Linked DNA regions of Triticum aestivum: region 1 is linked to region 2. The links are chromatin contacts, called in public Hi-C maps. All regions are on one chromosome and are shown on one strand. Each heading gives the region's core, a stretch centred on a gene start, on an enhancer-like site or on the middle of the called end of the contact. The rest is flanking DNA. Distances are from core to core; before and after follow the strand shown. Region 1 holds the start of LOC123080149 (probable membrane-associated 30 kDa protein, chloroplastic). Region 2 holds the start of LOC123080147 (5' exonuclease Apollo).

Region 1 (3,777 bases), core at 691-3,190, 200 kb before region 2:
GCCCCACCAGCGCGCCGAAGTAGGTGGTGTCATTCTGCGTCGTCAAGAAAAAAAGAAAGAAAGGATCAAACAAACGAATCAATGTCGGCGGCACCACCAGTCCACCACCACCGAGGTTAAGTAAACAGTTCAAGATCAAGCAGCGCACCACATAACCTCCGATGGTCTTGTACCCAAGAACAACGTCGTCGATGCGCCCTGCCAATTAACCATGGATGCATCGATCAGCATCTCCATCTCAACAAGAAACATAATCAAGGGAATACGTCCTAAGAGCAGCCAGTACCGTTCTTGTCGGGGAGTCGGACGGAGAGGATGGTGGCGCCCCAGTTGGTGACCACCATGGAGAACTCGCCCCGGCGCAGCTCGTAGTACCCCAGGGTCTCCTTCCCCGGGTGCTTCCTCGCCTCCACGCCTCCCAGCGACGCGGCCACGGCCAGGCACAGGAGCAGCGCTAACGCCATCATCGTCTTCATGCTCATCGCCGCCATGATTCTCTCTCAAAATGCCGCCTTTCAGCTGCGTATACTCTTGTTTCCTCCGGTATATATAGAGGAGGGTGGTTAGCACTCCAGAGAGAGCAACGACTGCCCTAGTCAACAGGGAAGGATGGATCGGATAACAGACGCTGCCTTGATCCATGCAGGTTGAATCGAACCACCAGATTTGACTGTTACGTGAAAAACGGCAACTATCAGGCTCTACTCCATAGGCGCAACGCCTTCCTGACCCTCGGATCATTTTGCTGCAGCATAGCCGGACGTGGCTATCTCCGCCACGACTACTTGAAAATCACTGCTTTTTGTTCACATCACAGGTCACTGCGTAGGGAATGCAAGCCACTGCCAAAAGCGACTAATTGCTCTGACAATCATGTATGTATCTGTAACATTTTATAAGACGTTATTAGAGTCCATGACAGTGTAAAAAAACATCTTATATTAAGTTTTTTTTTTGCGACGACATCGTATATTAAGTTACAGAGGGAGTACTTTTGCCAGAGGTGCGATTGTATTTTTAGCAGGAGTTCAATGCTTAGTTTGCACTGTATTTTTTTACTATTACATGAAATTCTATTGACAATATCGGTTTGTGCAATATATTTCAACCTTACAAACCATCCTCTTAGTGTGCAATATAGTTCGTGCTTTTAACAGAAATTCAATTCTAAGCCTGAGCTCGTGTGCACCCGGATGGACAATAAAATCAAGGAAAATGACAAAAAAAATGAAATCTATTTTCTGGTAACTAACTTGTATGCTTGTTTTGACTGTGCAAAAATTGGTGAAGAAACAACATTTGTGGTGGTCTGAGAAAAAAAGGTGCTTTAAAAAACTTTCAAAATAAGCTTTTCGTAGCACTATAGTTTTTATGGAGCAACATCAATGTCATTTCTCCTTGAAAATTTGCATGCAACTAGAACAAGTGAACATGTTTATTGTTAATCCTTACTTATGCATTTGTTTATCCGGGTGCACATGAGCTCAGGAGCCAAAACTTCGCCAACACATCATACCTATTAAGCCATCTAATGGTGGTTCCCATATTCAAGCATAGAATGTGAATCGCGGACCACCCCAAGTTGTGAGCTTCAGTGGTTATTCTCTCTCCGTTCATGGCAGAAAGTCAGATGCGCCGGCCAAAACCAGCTGTCGGGGCGTTCAAGACAGGGTGTTCACCTCTCTCAAGATCCGCCATACCTCTCATTGAAGCTTTCCTCCAAGTTGTATACAATTATTCCACTTATTGTACAATAATAAAATTAATGTCTCTAAAATGCTTTTATTTTAGAGAATGTCTCCAAAATGCTAAGGCAATGTGTACTTTTGGGCCATCATGCCAGGCCCAGGCCTGGCATTTTCAGGCAGGTCTTTGCCCGGTCCGGCCCGTGTAAAACAGCACTCGCTTTTTTTGAAGCACTGACTTCATTGCGTGATGCACCGGCCGACCGGCACACACAGAGCGAGCTCGTGTGCCGCCCGATCTAGCGTGTACCGTCCAGATCGGGGTGGTGGAGAGGGCTCAGCCACTTTTGCGACAACGCCCCCGTTCCGCAGCCGATTCACCAAACAATCCTTGAAATCGACCCAAGCCGCTCTCCCTGTCAGGTGAGCCGCGCCGCCAGTCTCCGGCGACCCCGAGCCCCAACAATCCCATCTCCGGCCACAGGAGCTCCAGGTACGCTTCCTCTTCACGATCTTCTCTTTGCTTCATCCATTGATTCATAGGTTCTGAAATCCCAGGGTCTGCAACTCTAGGGTTCCTCTCTCCATCTGGTCCTCCGCTACGCCCCGAATCGATGGAGATTAGGGCCCCGCCGACGAGCCTCAGGCTCGCGACGCCGCCTTCAACCGCCAGCTTCCGCCCGGTCGCCCTCCGGACCTCCTTCCTCAGCGGCAGCGGTGCGTTTCTCGAGTTCGTGCCCTGCTCCCCCCATGTTTCATGTGCTTTGTGGCAGAGATTGCTGTAATAAACTTGTAGCTGTGGATTCGGTTAGCTAGTTTAGCGAGTACACCTATGCTAGCGTAGAGGTCCAAATTGGAAGGTTGATAGGCCGAAGGTTTTGGAGATTGTGATTATTGTTTCCTTATGGTTGTGGAACCTGCTCTGAAACGAACCGGATTGACCTCCAAATCTCCAATAGCATGCTCATTGAAGCCATTCCATGCTAATTTGCGGTTCCAGCTACAAACTATATCATGTACTATTAAAGCATGCCAGATATTTACATTTTATCATGTCTCTTAATCTTCTTAGCTTACATGCTCAGGCAGTCACTCGTGCTGGTAACATACATTAATATGTTTGCAGTAGAGAGCTTATCGAATTTCATATTTGTAGTTATTTGGTGTTGTGCCAATGGCCATGTTGATGACCTCTAGTTAACTACATCCTCTGCAGTTTCTCTTCGAGCTGTGCAAGTACGTCAATCAAATGTCAACAGATTTAAGTGCAACGCCATACGGAGTAACCTCTTCGATAGACTAACTAGGGTTGTCAGGGTGAGTAAGGCCATTTCAGCCAATATTTCGTTACACGGTAGCATAGTTTTGTGTTTATTTAACTAAGTGCTTGTGCCTTGCTGGTTTTTCTAGTCCTATGCAAATGCAATTCTGAGTTCATTTGAAGACCCTGAGAAGATCCTAGATCAAGCGGTCTTGGAGATGAATGATGATTTAATAAAGATGCGGCAAGCCACTGCACAGGTTTGTTGTGTTTATTGTTATAATCCTAAAACTGCACCAGTGACAGTACATTTTTAACAACTTCAGTTCTGCTGTTGTTGCCACTAATACAAAAAATTGTGGTGTTGATGCTAGTTTTGGTTAGCTGCCTCTTGTGTTACCAGCTTCTTGTTAGTTTGAATCTCTAGCTTCTGTGGGATCTTCTTGTCACAGAGGGTGCCATGTATATAGATGTAAAATGGAAATACGAGCCTATTGTACAATATTCTGTTGCATTCAACCTTATAACATGGTTTTTGGTTTTGGAAGGTCTTGGCATCTCAAAAGAGGCCTGAGAACAAGTACAAAGCTGCCGAACAAGCTGATGCTGATTGGTAATGTTATTGGTAACTATAAGCTTACATTTGATTCCTGTCGTCTGTTTGTTTTACAGTGCCATTTTTATTAAATTTAGGTATCGGAGGGCTCAACTTGCTCTTCAAAAGGGTGAAGAGGATCTTGCTCGTGAAGCCCTTAAACGGCGTAAATCATATGCTGTAAGCATCTTATAGATCTAGTGTGCTGGATCAAATGTCTGCCCAGTCACACTGTT
Region 2 (3,374 bases), core at 510-3,009:
GCTGTTATGCTAAGCAGATCGTCGGTGTCTGCCTTGTTGATTTGTTTCTTGACATGGTACGTACGTACATTTGCCAGAAAGCTGGTGCTCTCTCCCCAAAGGCCAGCCTACGGGAGAGCTATGAGACAGTACTCCGAAAATCTCAAATTGTAACTGCAAGTGTGAATTACCTCTGCTCTGTTTCTGTGTGTTGTACTCCTCCAAAGATCAAAGTTGGTTTTTGCCCCCTGGAAACAAACCCAAGAAACTTTTGCTTTCCTCTCATAAATAAACCAGCATCTCCAACGCGGACTCTTAAACCACTCGCATCCGTTCGGACCGTGCTGTTTGAATGTGTCTTGCCGTCCAACGCTGTCATTTTGATTGTCGGTATCTGCCTTCTTGATTTGATTCTTGATGACTTTATACGTACGTACATTTTGTTGGAAATATGAGCAATTTACCGAATAATTTTATTAACAGAAATACTAGATAAAGTATGACTAATATAGCAGAGATAAAACAAGTTATGCAATCTGACAGAGAGAAGGTAATAGCATCTGCATATATGAATTAGAACCAAACACATCTAGAGCAAACATAACCTCAAACAGAAAGAGCATAAGAACGTACGAAACAGCAGCAGAAGCATTGGTCTTGGGTCGACATCCTCGCCAGCCATGTTGTTGAAGAGGTTGTCGACGCCGGGGAAGAAGTCGTCGTGGTGTCTTGAGCGTCCGTGATGATCTGGTCAGTAGTCACGCAGAGCGCTCCCAAAAACCTTATCACCTTATCACCCTTCTCCCGTACATGACTCAAAGAGGTGAGATTTCGGAGGCCTACTGTCCCGACATAAGCTCAGTGGTTCGGAACGGTGGCAAGAGGATACTACAGCAAAACGTTTCAGCAACCCGCGGCGCGTCGTGACGACGAGGCGTGGCGTGCGGCAGAGGAGGGGCGCGCGTGAATGCCCCTCTTGTGTTTTGTGCGCAGTACAGGACGCTTGTACTTTCATCCCATAATTTCAGAATCTCAGAAGATGCTTTAAGACGAAAATTCAACTTGTTTGCCCGGGCTCATCTACACCCGATAAAATAAAAAAAATGATTTTTTTTGGGTGGTGCAAAATGCTCAAAGGCGTGATGTTCATGCAAAAATTCAGGTGTTTGGACATTGGAGGAGCTGCAAAATTTCGGGGTGTTTGAACATTCGAGGAGGTCCTGACAAAAAAGTCAAAATCATATGTGAATAGTGTTGTTTTCAAAAGTTTCTCAGACACCCAAAATCTATCTTTTTCATCACGAGCTCCTCGAATGTCCAGACTTCACCAAATTTTACACGGACAACACGCACATAAGCATCTTGCATCACAAAATTATTTACATTTTTTACTATTTCAAACGCTTTTACTGTTCACATCCGGCCTCATCTGAGCCCGGGTGCAGAATAGCCGCATCCATACAATTACATCCATTCCACTGGACCGAGTTTTTTTTTTTTTTGAACTTTGAAATTGCAATAGTTAGTTGTTAGGCCCAGAGGAAGCAGAATGGGAAGGCCCAAGCCCTGGCGGGCAAAAGACAGAGCACTGGCATGTGGGCCCACCTGTCAGTGCCAGCCAACTTACGAACTTAGCAAAGGCGGCAAGTTAGCGGGTCCTGGGCCTCGGTCCGGCCACTAAACTGAAGTGAGAACCCGAATCCACGAACCCATTTCTCTTCCTTCCAGCGGAAGGAGAACACTCTTCCCACTCGAGGAATATAAAACCGACCCAACCAACTCCCGACGAAGCGGCGCGCTTCCGAGGAAGCGGAGGAGGGCCCGCCCGCAATTTCACAAAGTTCCGGGGAGGATGCCGATAGAGATGCCGCGGGGGCTCCCCTTCGCCGTGGACACGTGGGGCCCCTCCTCCCGCCGCCGGCGCCACCGCTTCCTCACCCACGCGCACCGGGACCACCTCGTCGGCGCCGGCGCCGGGGCCGACCCCGGAGGAGGCGCCCTCTACGCCACCCGCCTCACCCTGTCCCTCGCCCTCCGCCACTTTCCCCAGGTACCTTAGCCTGTCTCCCAGAGAGACGCGGTAGATTTTGAATTTGCTGCGGTGGATTGAGATTTCTCGCGCGGTGCGGCCGTGTTGCAGCTGGACCAGGGGGAGTTCGTGGAGGTCGAGGTGGGGAGGACGTTCAAGGTGGATGACCCCGCCGGCGCCTTCTCCGTCACCGCGTACGATGCCAACCACTGCCCTGGTAATTGTTGTTTTATCCTTGTTTGGTCTGCTCATCGTGTTACAGCACTCTGTAAGATTGAGCTTGCTAGTGGATAAATCAATCCTACTACTACAAATGCGCCGTACATAAGATTGAACTTGCTGGTGCATAAATCAATCCTGCTTTCATTTCTGAAACTGATAAACAGCCAGCTCCCAAGTTCTGAAATGCATCGTACCTAAGATTCAACTTGCTAGTGCATAAATCAGTACTGCTTTCATTTCTGAAACTGATAAATAGTCAGCTCCCAAGTTCTCAAATGCAAAATGAAACACCACATCATCAAGCTAGCCCCTCCCGGTGTAGCATCACCCTTGGCAGCTACTGGGAGATCTAAGCAGGCTCTCAACGTTTTTAGAAGCACAACAGTAGCATAATAGCCGGACCAAAAGAGCACCACAAAAACGAGATACAGATGCAAAGCGTTTGCCTCAAAGTGTCTCCATGGACCACGGCCGATGATTCCCAGCTACGCTCACCAGAAACACTCAGTTACGGCAATCCTCAACCATCAGCGCTGACCCCCGCCTCCGATTGAAGAACTCAAACACCAGTTGCAGAAATAAGCTTGCCCCTCAGCACTGCATTGAGCGCACACCTGCTTTATGCCTTTATGTAATCCAGAGTAAAAGTTCAACCAATGAGCCGTTTTCGCTACAAGACTAGTTGGGTCATAAGGAAACACGTTACGAAAGCAAGCTGCATTATGATATGTCCAAATCAACAAAATGTGAGCAGCTACCCTACAGCTAACCGCCCCCTGTGAGACCCTTGCAAATTTAGCACCCAACCATATAAATTTGCTACTGAACTTATCTCAATGTCAATATCCAAAACACATTTTGGTGCACCCCAGGCATGTCTAACGATGGAAAAATGAATGCACAAAATGATGTTATTATCTTGTCGGGGATATGGAGCGACATATGCCAAGGGATGGCTTATCATGGATGGGGACATAAGTACGTCGCCAGGCTCTAGAAACGGGATTGGGCGAGATCGCCTACGCCGGCGAATCTTACCCAGGTTCGGGGCTCTCCTAGGAGATAACACCCCTAGTCCTGCTCTGCGGGGTCTCCGCATGATCACTATCTCAACAAGGTAGCTACAAGCTTGCTCCTTGAGCTG

Evidence for each region. Hi-C and Micro-C count contacts between places; a contact is called where the count stands out from the background.
Region 1: a contact with region 2 is called in a Hi-C map of leaf, with 5 times the contacts expected there. The contact joins the promoter of LOC123080149 here to the promoter of LOC123080147 in region 2. A contact is called at or near these places in 2 of 5 Hi-C or Micro-C datasets (both in leaf) and 1 of 1 datasets of contacts at active chromatin or transcription factors (leaf).

What each region holds. Positions count from the first base shown.
Region 1 is chr3D:518,132,638-518,136,414 of IWGSC CS RefSeq v2.1, reverse strand. LOC123080149 (probable membrane-associated 30 kDa protein, chloroplastic) reads left to right here and starts at 1,940. Exons shown (of 12, transcript XM_044503038.1): 1 at 1,940-2,178; 2 at 2,259-2,402; 3 at 2,902-3,002; 4 at 3,096-3,206; 5 at 3,495-3,559; 6 at 3,640-3,721. The coding sequence starts at 2,300. LOC123075172 (galactose mutarotase) reads right to left here and starts at 535. Exons shown (of 3, transcript XM_044497839.1): 1 at 287-535; 2 at 149-198; 3 at 1-34. The coding sequence starts at 491.
Region 2 is chr3D:517,930,760-517,934,133 of IWGSC CS RefSeq v2.1, reverse strand. It overlaps LOC123080147 (5' exonuclease Apollo), which reads left to right and starts at 1,759. Exons shown (of 5, transcript XM_044503034.1): 1 at 1,759-2,029; 2 at 2,120-2,225. The coding sequence starts at 1,832. LOC123080148 (bidirectional sugar transporter SWEET1a) reads left to right here. Exons shown (of 6, transcript XM_044503035.1): 6 at 1-188.